2 separate regions of the Zea mays genome follow, and region 1 is linked to region 2. A link is a contact called in public Hi-C data. All regions are on one chromosome and are shown on one strand. The core of a region is the stretch at or near the end of the contact, and the rest is flanking DNA. Distances in the headings are between cores, read along the strand shown.

Region 1 (6,555 bases), core at 2,399-4,898, 190 kb before region 2:
GGTTCAAATATATGGGCTGTATTTGAGACTATGCCACCGTTGACACAACATGACCTAAAAGTTTTTTTTGGACTTTTCTAGTATGAGACCGTTTGACCCGAAGCATGATTGGTCCTGGACCAACCCCCAACTCCCAGCACTAACTATAGCCTATAGGGCCGGGCCACCGTAAAAGGTGAGGACAGGCAGCGCCTATGCAACTCACAAATGAAGTCGCTCAAGCCTAACATTTACCTTGTGTACGTGTGTAACGACGCCATTACTCAGATGGAGATGCTACTAATAATCGGCTGTTTATGCAGAGAAGATGTATGGGTATGGCATCAGGCATCCATCCTAAAGTCAACCAAGAATCCAGGACCACTGCCATCCACGTCGACATCGTCCACCACTTTGATTTTTTATAAAATAACAACGCCTTCCCCCATCCTTTTCGGCAATGCACACCCCCACTTTGTTTTTTGTTTTTTCCCCCTTCCCTTTCCATGGCACTGTAGCATCCCCTCGAGGAAAGGGAAGCACCAAAGCTGTTTCGCGTGGAAGCTAGCTACAAAGAATATCTGCGAGCGAGCGGCGGCGGCGGCATACGTTTCAGCTGCTGAAGCTGATGCTGTGCCCTCCTCTCCTCGGCACTAGCTAGATGCTTCTGTTCCACCTTCCATACCAGAAAGCCGTCCCCCATTCAATCACCATAGTAGGTTAGGTTGCGAACTGGTTCTGAGCCGCCTACGCCAAAACAAAAAAGCAAGCTGTTCAATGACGTAGTACCTGACAGTGCAGGTCTCAGCATCACGTCAACGCAAACTGCTCGGTTCAGTGACCCACGATTAGATGAACAAGAACACTGCTAATCGTAGGGCCCCTTTGGTAGGGCTTATTTTTCAGCTTCGGCTCTGGCTCATGCAAAAGTTGTGCCAAACACCTATTTTTCAAATGGCTTCACCAGTGAAGTGCTTTTCCAAAATGAACTAGAGGGCATGAGCCAAAAAAAGTGGCTCACCTGGCTTCAGCTCACGTCATTTTTGCACAATAGCCCTCCCACCAGTCCAAATTATTATTTTTTGGTCCTGCCCTCAATCCCTAGCCACGTACAGAAGAGATATACATATACAAGGGTCTTTCTGAAAAACAACCTATAAGCCGTTTTACCAAATGATTTTTAGAATAGCTTTGGCTCATCTAAAGAAGTGGTTTCACATCGTGAGCCAGAGTCAAAGCCATTTTTGGAGAAGCCAGAGCCCTGCCAAAGAGGCCCGTAACGTGATACTAACATTATATAATAGCCACTGCGTTTAGCAATGCGATCGCGTTTCCATCGACGCAACCTCCTTGGTGGTGGGCAGTAACGTGACGGCATTTCCTTGCTTTCCTTCCTCATAGTACAAATCATCAAGCGGCAACAGCGCTCGGTATCTGACCTATCCTCAGCCATCACCCGATCTGCATGAATATCAGAACTGCATGATCCATCACAGGAACCTGTTCAGGATTTCTCTCTCTCTCTCTCTCTCCTTGTATGAGCACCCTCCTCATCTATGCAATGCCAGTGCATGATTATTACAGATGATGAGATGAGATGAACACACAAGCACTGTGCGTTGGTTATCTCGTTTCTTCAGACAACCTATAACAATACAATCTGGTAAAAGCATCACAAAAGCTAGCTATACTGCTCCGCTACGATGATTTGGAGCAGAGCAAGACATAAAATTTACATGTATTTCTCAGACAGAAAGAAACATATATCTCGTGAACAGTGATGAAAAGCTGGTTTTGATTCTTCCTCCGATGTCCGATCCAATCCATCCACCTTCCTTTCTCCTCCCTCCCCTTTCTGGAAAGCGAAGCCAGCGAGCAAATGGCATCCACCTCGATAAGCACCCACCAACCGAAGTGCCGTGGCAAAGAAAGGCGGGCCAGGCCACCCAAGTGGTGGCCAACCTATTGGCTTGCCTGTAATCTGGATTCACTGGCTCACTGTGCGATTCCATTCCGTCGTTTGAAGAGTACTTCCACTCTACCGCGCGCGTGTAGTGCCAACTGCCAATGCAGAAGCAACGGACGTGGACAGCGATGGCTGGGGGAGAAGGAGATTCTAGTACTCGACGATGAGGCTGCCGAACGGGGCGCGGTGCGGGATGCCCTTGCGGCGCTTCGTCGGCAGGGTCGGCTGCGGCGTGGGCGGCGTGAAGCTCAGCTTCCTGTCGGCGTTGCGCGGGGCCGAGGAGGATGTGGTGGAACCGTCGCCGTCGGCGGCCCGGAGGAGCCAGTTCCTGGCCTTGGCGGCGTCGGGGGAGCAGCCGACGACCTTGCAGCCGAGGGAGCAGAAGCGGAAGTTGTCGAGGAGGCTGCGGGCGCAGACCTCGCAGAGGTTGGCGGAGGCCGACGACGACGACGCGGCCTTGCCGCCACCCGGCTTCTGCTGCTGCGGCCGCTCGTTGAGGAAGACGACGCGGGCGCTGTTGATGACGTAGGTCTGCACGCCGGCGATGTCCATGAAGCGCTGGATGTCCGAGACGCGGATGACGTCGTGGTAGGAGGAGCGCCGGATCTGGATGGTGTGGTGGTCGCGGTGCCCGTGCTGCGCCAGGCACAGCGAGCAGAGCGCGCCCGCGCCCGTGCCCGTGCCCCCGGCGGCCGAGCAGTCCAGGCAGAACATGTTGCATTCGCCGCTGCGGTTGGAGTCGCTGTGCGTCCTGCACTGCGCGAAGAAGCGCGCGGACAGCAGCGGCTGCAGCCACCGCGGCCACCGCTCCGCGTACGCCGCCGTGACGCCCTCCTCCTCCTCCTCCTCCGGCTCAGGGTCAGGGCCGCCGCCGCCCTGCACGGACACCACGTATTGGTATTGCTCAGTTGACTTGACTGGGGTACATAGCAGTATAGCACAGCCACTTTGCTCAATGACGAAGCATTTGGAGTGGTTGTTTTGTTTGCCAAGAAAAGTTCGGCGATAGATTGACAAAGAAACAAACAAACAAAATGGAATAGTAATATTCCTATCTCATTGGAACCATCGCCAAGAAATTTGGTTGCTCGCGCTCAAATTTTTTTTTTAAAAAAAAGATATTGCTTGGGGAACGGCGGCACGAAATTCATTTGATAGCAAGACAACCAGAATGAGATGCCAACGGCTTCATAAAGGCAACTTCGGAGATCCCAAAGAAAGAGGCGAGGCGGTCAATAAGAAACACTCGTTCAATCTATGGCGCCGCCGCCATTGCTGCACAGAAGTAAGCACACGTCCCAACAGGGACGGAAAGAAAACTCCTCTTTGGTTGGCAAGACGCAAGGAGGAGAATCGAAGAATGGAAGGCCCCAGGGCTACATAAGCCACGCGGCGCGGGGGTGAGGGGGACGGGAGGAACTAGGGGACGACCGGTTCCGGCCAAGTAACTCACCATGATCCTTCGGTTCTTGAGGCGGAGCTCCTTGAACGGGGACTCGTGGTCGATCGCCATCTCACCCTCAGATCCTCTTCTTGCTCCCTCTGAGAGACTGAGACCCTTGCTATCCAAGCCGAGAGCGCAGCGGTTTCAGGCGGCGACGGGAAGGAAAGCGAGGATATATATATTTTGTTTGTTGAGCAACCGGAATGGAAGAAAATGTGGACAGGGCAGGGGTAGGGCAGACGAGGCGAAGCAAGCAGAGGGGAAATGGGCTAGTGCGTGGGCGGGCTTTATATCATTATTACTAGCTGAATGCCTGTACTCCCTCCGGTGCAGTAAAAGAAGTCATCCTGCGCGTGACCGAGCGTGCACAAAAAGAAGTCATAGCGCGTGTGAGTCTAGGATTTGGACGTTGTTGCCCCTAGTAATTGCACAAAAAAAGATGCATTTAAGAGGAATCGAACTTGAGACCTCCAGTCTAGAATGCCTTGGAGTTGCTGCAGCAACCAATCAAGCCTGATTCTTTTAGTGACGTTAATGCACCCATATCCCTATTTAATAGGGGCAAACAGGGAAAACTCTATGATAATTAATCACTCCTTGGTATGCACAATCATGTCCTAAACGACTACCTTTACTGCACTGGAGGGAGTACGTTGCAACAGGAATATATAATACCAGTATACTACGATAACTTATATACAAAATATGTGTTATACCGTTATGAGAAAATGTTTCATAATCAATTTATGATTCTGGCCATACATAAATTTTGTTATTTATAATCTATCTATTTCACCACTACATTGCAACCATCAGTATCATGCAGAATTCGATATATGTCACGATTTGCATGGTCTCATTATTGGAGAGCACGTTTCACACATACCAGAAGAAATTCCCTCGTACATCGTTAGTCATCGGACACGTACCACCATACGCTTTTGCTTAAACAAAAAGATAAGTGTGTGTGTTTGCAAGACTGATGGTCAAACATCGTATAACCATAAAGTTAGAATACTATATTAATATATTAAATAAATTAATCCAATAGACATAGGTTAACCCAATTAACATAGGATAAATAAATATCTAATTATAAAAGTATGAAACATGGTATAATCAATGTTGTTACTGCGTAGTAAATATTCATACGAGACTAACACAACTGAAACGGTTCAATTTAGAATTAAAATGGGGAAGTTACGAATTTCCAAAGTTTTTATGTATTTGATATAGGATTAATTAGGAAATCAGTTTTATTGTTGTTTTCATGACAAAACAGAGGTATTATGTGATAAAAAATAATATTATAGAATTATAGAAATTGGAATGAACTTATTTGGATTTAATATGAAATTTCCATGAATTAAATGGGTTTCTGCAATTATTTTTAAACTAAAAATCAATTTCTAAACTCATTTTCTCTATTTTCTTTATTTCCTGGACTGCGTCCCAAATTCCAGAAAGATTATGGATCAAGCTATAAATGTTTTTCTAGACTCAGTGAGCATATAGAGTGGACGGCGGGTTAAACACAAATAAAGTCTTAGTTGAAGTTATCCACAACTCAACATGAGTCATGTTGGTTAGATGGTGGAAGGTTAGGCATTCTACTCAATAGATCTAAGGTTCGATCTCTGAGCAGCTACGATTTGATTTTTTTTTCGCGCGGAACGGGAGAAGGCAGAACGACAGAACACGGGGAGGGCAGAACGGGCGAACGCGGCCTAGGGCGGGCTTGAGTTGAGAGGTCGGAATCGGAATAGGCAACGGGTCGCTGTCTGCGGACTGCGGCACAAACAAGAGAGTCATGCCGTTCTTCCTGGTCCATTTCCCCTACGTTTACCAACTCCAACTCCACAAAATCAAGCCCTCTTGTTTGTTTATTCTCTGCTACTACCAGTACTACTATATACAGTGGCATAAACAGGGGAAAGAATGTAGTCCATTCATTTGAAATTCGAATCGCAGCATCGGCCGCGGTAGTCAGCGAGCAGATGCGCCATTCGCAAGGAGGGCCATTAGTTTAGTGAGCTCCAGACTCTAATCAACATCTTCCCCCCTTGGATCTATTAACCAACGGTGGATGGATTTAAAATAAAAATGCTCAGTTTCCATGCTACAAACTAATAACAAGCTACAAACTAATAACCAACTTATATACGAGAATCAAAAATATATATAAAAGAAATAGGTAAACCATATATTAATTATAAAGATCTAATTATTATACTCACTTCGTTTCGTTTTAGTTGTCGCTAGATAGTGTAAAATTAAACTATCCAACGACAACTAAAAAGAAACGAAATGAGTATATCGGATATAAGATATATATATTAATTATAAAGGTTTAACTATTATATATATTGGGTTATCTATAATATTAAACTCGCTCCGAGGAAACGGCAGACTCTATGCTTCTGCTTTGCTTTCCGTGTCTGTACGGCGCCGCCGCCGAGCAGGGCAATGCAGAGGGCAGGACAAGTCTTGACCTCGCCGGACGTCCCCTTTCCGTCTCGGTTTCAACAGCGAAAAGCTTTGCCATTGTAGCTTTACCGTTGGTTGTTACATCGTCCGGTGTCCGGACACCACACCATCCATCAGACTATAGTACCAGGTTCGGTTAAGTCTTCGCTTTCTTTTTTCTTTTTTCTTTTGTCTCAGTGTGTTTAGTATTAGTATGTCAATTTCCAAGTCTAGAGACCGCCAGATTAATCATAGAAAATAAAGTAAAAAGTACACCCCCTACTACTTGACTAACATAATAGAAAACTATATCTAACGGACATGGTGCACATATTAAACCATCATCAATCATCTTAGTTTAACGTCTCTGATTTCTCTGTATAAGACCCTCCAAACTGGTAGAGTGGAGTAGCGGAAGGTGTTATTGTAAAATATAACGGTCAACCACAGACATTACATTTGAGATGGACGATGATGTTTTAATATGTGCACAATATGTACCAGATATGTTCTCGACAAAATAAACATCCACATTAACGGTGTGTTTGGTTCACTACCTAACTTATCATAGCTTGACTAACTTTTTCTGCCTATGGTTAGTTTTAATTTGGTCGACTAATATTAACTAAGTTATGACAAAGTTAGCCGAGAACAAAATAAGCTCTAACTCTCAAAAGGTCGGAAAAATACCAACTATTTA
Region 2 (6,571 bases), core at 1,328-3,827:
TTTTTTATAATAACAAACTAATTATTCGTAGCATGTAGCCACAGATTTTGATGCCCTAACAGTGGGACTGAACACTACCAAAAGAACTAGTGTCTGTTTCAATCTCTAAATACTTCCCCTTAGTACAAAATAAGGTGAAATGGTGGAACCAAATGTTCCTCTTTTTAGTTCTGACTTTACAATATACTTGCTCAATGGAGTTCACATATTGATGAATGATGATTAATCATATATGTCTGAATAAAACAGTTACCTGCACTTTGGATGAACTGGATGTAGATTTTTTGTGATATCCACTGTCCATCCCAAATTCAACAAAGAAGTTCGATGACTTTGGGGGTGCAACATGTCCACTCATGAGATTGCCTTCTGAGCTGCTCCCAGTCTTAGGAGCAGGTGCATTTTCTACATACTCAAATCGGGAAGTATGGGGTTTGCTCCTAGCTGTAGTACTTGCAATCACCGATGATGGCAGGACAGGAGCTGTTTCTTCGGGCTTCTGCTCATACAGGCTTTCATTTGGCTACAATGCAGAAGTTGGACAGGAAATTTCACTTTACTTGAACAGACAATTAAACAAAGTTTTTTTTAGATTAGCAGGAAGAAATAAAATTAGAGAGTTATAAAGTGAACTTCCTTTTCTCACAGTACAAAATAGGAGAACAGATATTGTTACTTGATAAATGACAACTATAAGTAGAGAAACAGGACCAAATGGCAGTGTGTTCTCAAGTCAATGAAGTTTAGACTAAATAACGCATACCTTTGATGTAAGCTTCCGTGCACCAAGTCCGCCGGTCTTATTTCCAGGCTTTTTAGCACCAATCGGCTTCTTGATAGAACGGGTTGGAACTCTAGGCGAACGAACAATCTCAGAGTCTTCCTTTTCACTTACATTTTCTTTTGATACCTCTGTCAGCTTAAGATCTGGAAACGCAGCAGTTTGATCCGAAGCCTGGGAAGCTGCAACTGGTGAAGATGGCCAACTATTGTTGCCATCTTCAGTGGCGCTTTTAGCGACCTCTTTAGCAAGCAACTGCCGGTACAAGTCAGCTGCTCTTGAAGTATACTTTGCTTCAATTTTTCCACCATCTGTCCAACCATGCTGCTTAAAGAAAGCTTGTGCACGGTTGTTTCCTCCATAGACCATCATTTTCAGCTGTTCTGGAGTCCATGAATCCAAATTTGTTGACCTGCATATTGTAGCTGTTTTTCAGTATTGATTCAGTCATTCGATGTGCAACTGCATAAAGTAAAAATGTCAGTGAACTATGTTAAATTTCCCAAAAAATAAGATGTTACTGGTGAGGATCAGAAGGGAAAAGCATATCATGTGCCAAAGATGTAAGACCTATATGTCAAAAAATCACATCCAGAGAAAGTCAACCTGGACCATAGCTCATATTTAATAGATCTACTCAAAGTCAGATGGCAACAATGTTGAGTCCATGATAGTATGATACTGATGTCACTCAGGATCATGATAGAGGAATTTTGCAAATGTACCTTGCAGCATACTGCTCCGGTGACACTGCAAAATTACGAATAAACATGAAACTAAAGCAAAATTTTGAACCTTACCCTCATGTATAGCATATTGTGTACTAATATGCATATGCCACACCATATCACAACAGACTTTGGTACTACATATCACATGGCATCCAAACAAGTGTGGCAGGCATACAAGAACACATAAAAATTATAAGCAGATAAAACTGAAAAAAAAAGAGAACCAAAATCACAACAGGTAGAACAAAATTCAAAATTTTCATTCATGTAATTGTATTTGTTGCATATTGCAGTTGTACATACGAATACGTTATCAATCAGTCACCAACTGCAGCAGATTAATATTACTAATATGTACACGTGATCGATCAGTCAACCATTGCAGCAAATTAGTATTACTATCATGCACCGGGGGCATGGCCACAGTTCCACGTACATGGACAAGTGTGAGAAGGAAAGGGAAGCAGGTGAGGTGAGGTGAGGCGAGGCGAGGCGACCTGACGAAGGAGACGTGGACGCCGAGGCTGCGGTGCACCGCCGAGCAGTCGATGCAGAGGAAGACACCGTAGGTGACGGACGCCCACGTCGGGTTCTTGGCGTTACAATCGAAGCACATCTGCACGCGTGCACCACCATCAGAACGATTCGCGCACAGAAAAAAAAGTCACGTGGACGGCACTCACACAGAGCGATAGAAAGCGCGATCAATTGAATCAACAGTACCTTGTTGTCTGATTTGGTGCGAAGCTTGCGGAAGACGGCGTTCTTGTCTGCCGAGGCCTCTGTGGCCGCCATGGTGCCCACCCACACCAGAACGAGCCCGATCGAATTGAGACCTCTCCGGACTGGAATCTTCTTCCCGTGCTCGATCGATGGGTGGGCCAATCGATCGGCGCGGGAGAGAGGGAGAGGAGTGGCCAGGTGAGAAGAGATGGAAGGGAAGGGGTGGAGGCGAGGAGGAAGAGGAAAAAATGGTGGAGGTGGTCAGGTGGACGGGACGGTGCTGCCTCTGCCCTCCGCCTCCCGGCCTCCGGGTTTGCGTGCGCGCGTCTCCTCTTTTTGTAGGGAAGGGAAAGGCTGCTTCGCCTGCGAATTACTGCGTTTTTAATTCGACTGTGTATATGGTTTTTACATTATATTATTTTTATATTTCATAAATAATGTCATTTGACTTTTTAACATCAAATTTGACTCTCGTCTTCATTAAAATATATGTGAAAATGTAGAAAATCCAGTTCATAGTTAAAATAGATTATATGATAAAATAAATCAGAACGAAAATAAATAATAATGATGATTTTTTTAATAAACTGAGCCAATTAAACTTCAATCAAAAAAGTTAAATTAAAACGACATTTTTTATGGGACAGAGGAAGTATGATATTTTCTCTAAGACTACGGTTTAAGACACAACACAACGCACATATACTCATCTTTGAAGACGAAACGGATAGATTCTTAAAACGAGATAAATAAAATTAATTATCATAGACATCGTCTGTTATTAAAAACACAAGTTTCTTAGGTTATACTATAAGATATGTTTGTATTTAAGAGCTAAAACAATCTTATTAAATTTTAGTTCCTCTTTAGAGGCTAATTATTTTAATCACTTATAGTTTAACTTCTAAAATAACTAAATTTTAGTTATTTTTGTTTTAGCTCCTGCCATGTAAACAAGCCCATATATTTTCTATAAAATCTAGAACATGCTACTGATGCTACGGTCTTGTCTTGTACCCGAAGTCTATAGACGCTTTCGGAGATAGTGGTCTCGTGGTCGTGGAATGGACTTCCCATTTCATGAGTCCTTTTTTTTTACTCGCTTGTATCCTGGACGTGCAGGCTCAAATTTTGCTGGGCTGTAAGCCTGTATCGCATTATTGGAAAATGGAAACAGGGGGAGAAACGAGTCGGCTTTCAGCTCTCTTAGGCCTTGTTCGTTTCTATCGGATTGCACCCGGAATTGTTCCAACTAATCAAAATTTATATAAATTAGAGAAGCAATCCGGTTAGAATCGTTCCGACCTACCGATCCGACACAAACGAACAAGGCCTTAGGGGTCACATTTCTATCTTATCATCTTGAATCGTATAGGATCAGCTGGCGCAGCTAATGCTGAAAATCTATACTACTCTCCTGTCACGTGGACTCCGGCGCAGGCGGCCAGCTACTGCGCCTGCACCTAACCCTGTCTACACAAAAAATAGTGCAAAATGAGCACTCGAACCCACGTCCCCTTCTCTAAAAATTTGTGACTATTAGACCACACATATCTTAAGAGTATCTCCAAGAGCTTCTCAGAAGTCTCCCCTGAATCTAGTTTTTTTGGGAAAAACACAAAAATGTGTCTCCAACAGTTCCCCTAAAGCGCTCACAATTTTTTCATAGCCCTTAAAACTCCCTTATTTATAGCTACAAATGAGGGGTTTTCTATTCACCAGAAACAATATGCCGCTTTAAGGGATCTGTTGGAGAAAGGATTAAAATCTACCCCTACTAATTATTTAGATGACCCTTAAAACTGATTTTGAGGAGTCCTTTTCTAAAGAGCTCTTAGAGATGCTCTGATGTTTAGAAATAAACAATAAATATATTTAATAAATATCTTAATACTTATTTATACATATTATATATAATATATTAAGAATCTAACGTGGACACCTGGTGATACTACGGTTTCACTCTCCGCGCTACCACACCGTATAAAAAGTAGTGCAAGACGAGCACGTGAACCCACGCCCCCTTCCTCCAGAAATTTGGGACCACTAGACCACACATATCTTAGTGTTTAAAAATAAACAATAAGTATATTTGAATAAATATCTTAATACTTATTTATCTATAATATATATAATCTATTAACAAATCTAATGTGGGCACTGGTGCTACCATACCTTTACCCTCCACGCTGACACGCTAGGCCCACCCCACGCGTCGCGACTGGTTCTCCTGTCCCTCTCTGCCCTGTGGACATGCTGACACTCTAGGCCCACCCGCCCTGTGGACACGCTGACACTTTAGGCTCGCCCCACGTTGTTCTCTCGCCCCTCTCTTAGCTACTGCTCTGTGGATCCCAACGCCCACACAGCCACGCCGATCCCACCCACGCAGCTACCACACCGCGCAAATAAAATGCAGAGCGAGCACTCGAACCCACACCCAGCTCCGGAAATTTGGGACTAAGACCACACATATCTTAGTGTTTAGAAATAAACAATAATTATATTTAAATAAAATCTTAATATCTATTTATATGATATATAAAACCGTAGCAAAGCACGGACAACTGACTAGTATGATATATAACAATCGTAGTAAAGAACGAGTAATTGTCTAGTAAATTTGTGAAAATTGAAAGTTATGTAAATTCGCATCCGTTAAAACTTGTAAAAAGGATATTCACATTCATATCTATATCTAATATAGATAGATGTATCTGAATTTTTTTTCTATTTTTCTTTATCATATTTTATATTCGTATTTGATAAAAATATAAATATTCGATATTTATCTGTATGGGCGAACAACCAGATATAGTAAATCTATTTAAAAGTTTTCTATCTTTAATTAGTGACAAATTATTTAATATTAATACTATTAATGATGCATTGCAACTATTTAGTAGTATAAGTATAAGTATTTTTTAATATTATTTCAATACTATTAGTGGTACATAAATATTAAATCATTTCTAGTTTTGTCTAGTTTAGTTTAAATCTGTCGGGTACCATAATTAGGGGTACCCCCAATGTTCCTAAACACGGCTGGAAAACATCTTCAGAACAAATCATAAACGATTGATGAAGCGCGGTTCAAGTCAAGTCATCGTCTACCAAGGGACGCGGCCTCATCCGAGCCCAGCCTCGGGCGAGAACAGTAGTCCCGGACGGATTCACGCCTCGCTCGAGGGTCCCCTCAGTCAGCAGACACACCCCCGTCTCACCCAAGGCTAAGCTCGGGCGAACTTTGTCGTGCAGCGACCTCGTCCAAATCGCCTTACCAACCGACCGTATATCATGCGCATTTAATGCGGGGATCGCCTGACACCTTATCCTGATACGCGCGCCTCAGTCGGCAAGGTCGAAGTGACCGCAGTCACTTCGCCCCTTTACTGACCGTTCTGACAGGGAAACGGCGCTATTCACCCCGTTCCGACTACTGTGCCAACCACCAGGGTAAAACTGACAACAGCAAGTCACAACCTCCCCCGAGTTCAGCCTCGGGCGCAACAGGGAGCTCTGCCTCGCCCGACCCCAGGCCTCGGCCACGGAAGAAGGTTTCCGCCTCGCCCGACCCTGGGCCTCGGCCTCAGCCTCAGCCTCGGGAGGAGTCACAACCTCGCCCGACCTCAGCCTCGGCCTCAGGAGAAGTCTCCGCCTCGCCCGACCTCGGCCTCGGACCGACTACGCTACAGGGGATACATCATTACCCTACCCCTAGCTAGCTGCCTCAGGCTATGAAGGAACAAGACCGGTGTCCCATCTAGATTACTCCGGTAACAGGTAATGATGGTTCCCCGGGTGCGCCCATGACGTCGGTTGCTCTCAACCCCCTACGGAAGCAAGGAAACGTCAGCAGGATCCATGCCGCACCACCAGCTATGCTTCTACAGGGCTCAAGGCACTTCTCCGACGGGCACGTTAGTACATGTACAGGGCTCAAGGCATTTCTCCGCCAGCCACGTTAGCACATAGCTACACCCCCATTGTACAGCTGGGCATCTCCTTGTATCTATAAAAGGGAATGTCCAGGGCCTTCCTAAGGGGAGGACGGATGCACGACGCAGACGAGCGGAGGCAGGTAGAGTAGGAGAGACAAACTCAGATAGCTCACCTCAGGGCCGAACTCTCTCCCTCTCTCTCTCTCGCTCTCTCGCGACGCTTGTAACCCCTACTACGAGCACCCTGGTGCAAGATAACATAAGCCTCATTCCCCTCTTGTGTTCCATCTTGCATCAACCCATCTGGGCAGGGACATGCAGCGACAAATTCGCTGGTCGGTTGATGGTCCTCGCGGGTCCGAAATGCCGACAGTTGGCGCGCCAGGTAGGGGCCT

Evidence for each region. Hi-C and Micro-C count contacts between places; a contact is called where the count stands out from the background.
Region 1: a contact with region 2 is called in a Hi-C map of leaf, with 6 times the contacts expected there. The contact joins the promoter of LOC100278906 here to the promoter of LOC100283451 in region 2. A contact is called at or near these places in 2 of 25 Hi-C or Micro-C datasets (ear and leaf).

What each region holds. Positions count from the first base shown.
Region 1 is chr9:117,516,519-117,523,073 of Zm-B73-REFERENCE-NAM-5.0, reverse strand. It overlaps LOC100278906, which reads right to left and starts at 3,648. Exons shown (of 2, transcript NM_001152030.2): 1 at 3,399-3,648; 2 at 1,580-2,821. The coding sequence starts at 3,458. The coding sequence ends at 2,096.
Region 2 is chr9:117,328,843-117,335,413 of Zm-B73-REFERENCE-NAM-5.0, reverse strand. It overlaps LOC100283451, which reads right to left and starts at 2,577. Exons shown (of 7, transcript NM_001156352.1): 1 at 2,236-2,577; 2 at 2,010-2,128; 3 at 764-1,193; 4 at 254-523. The coding sequence starts at 2,307.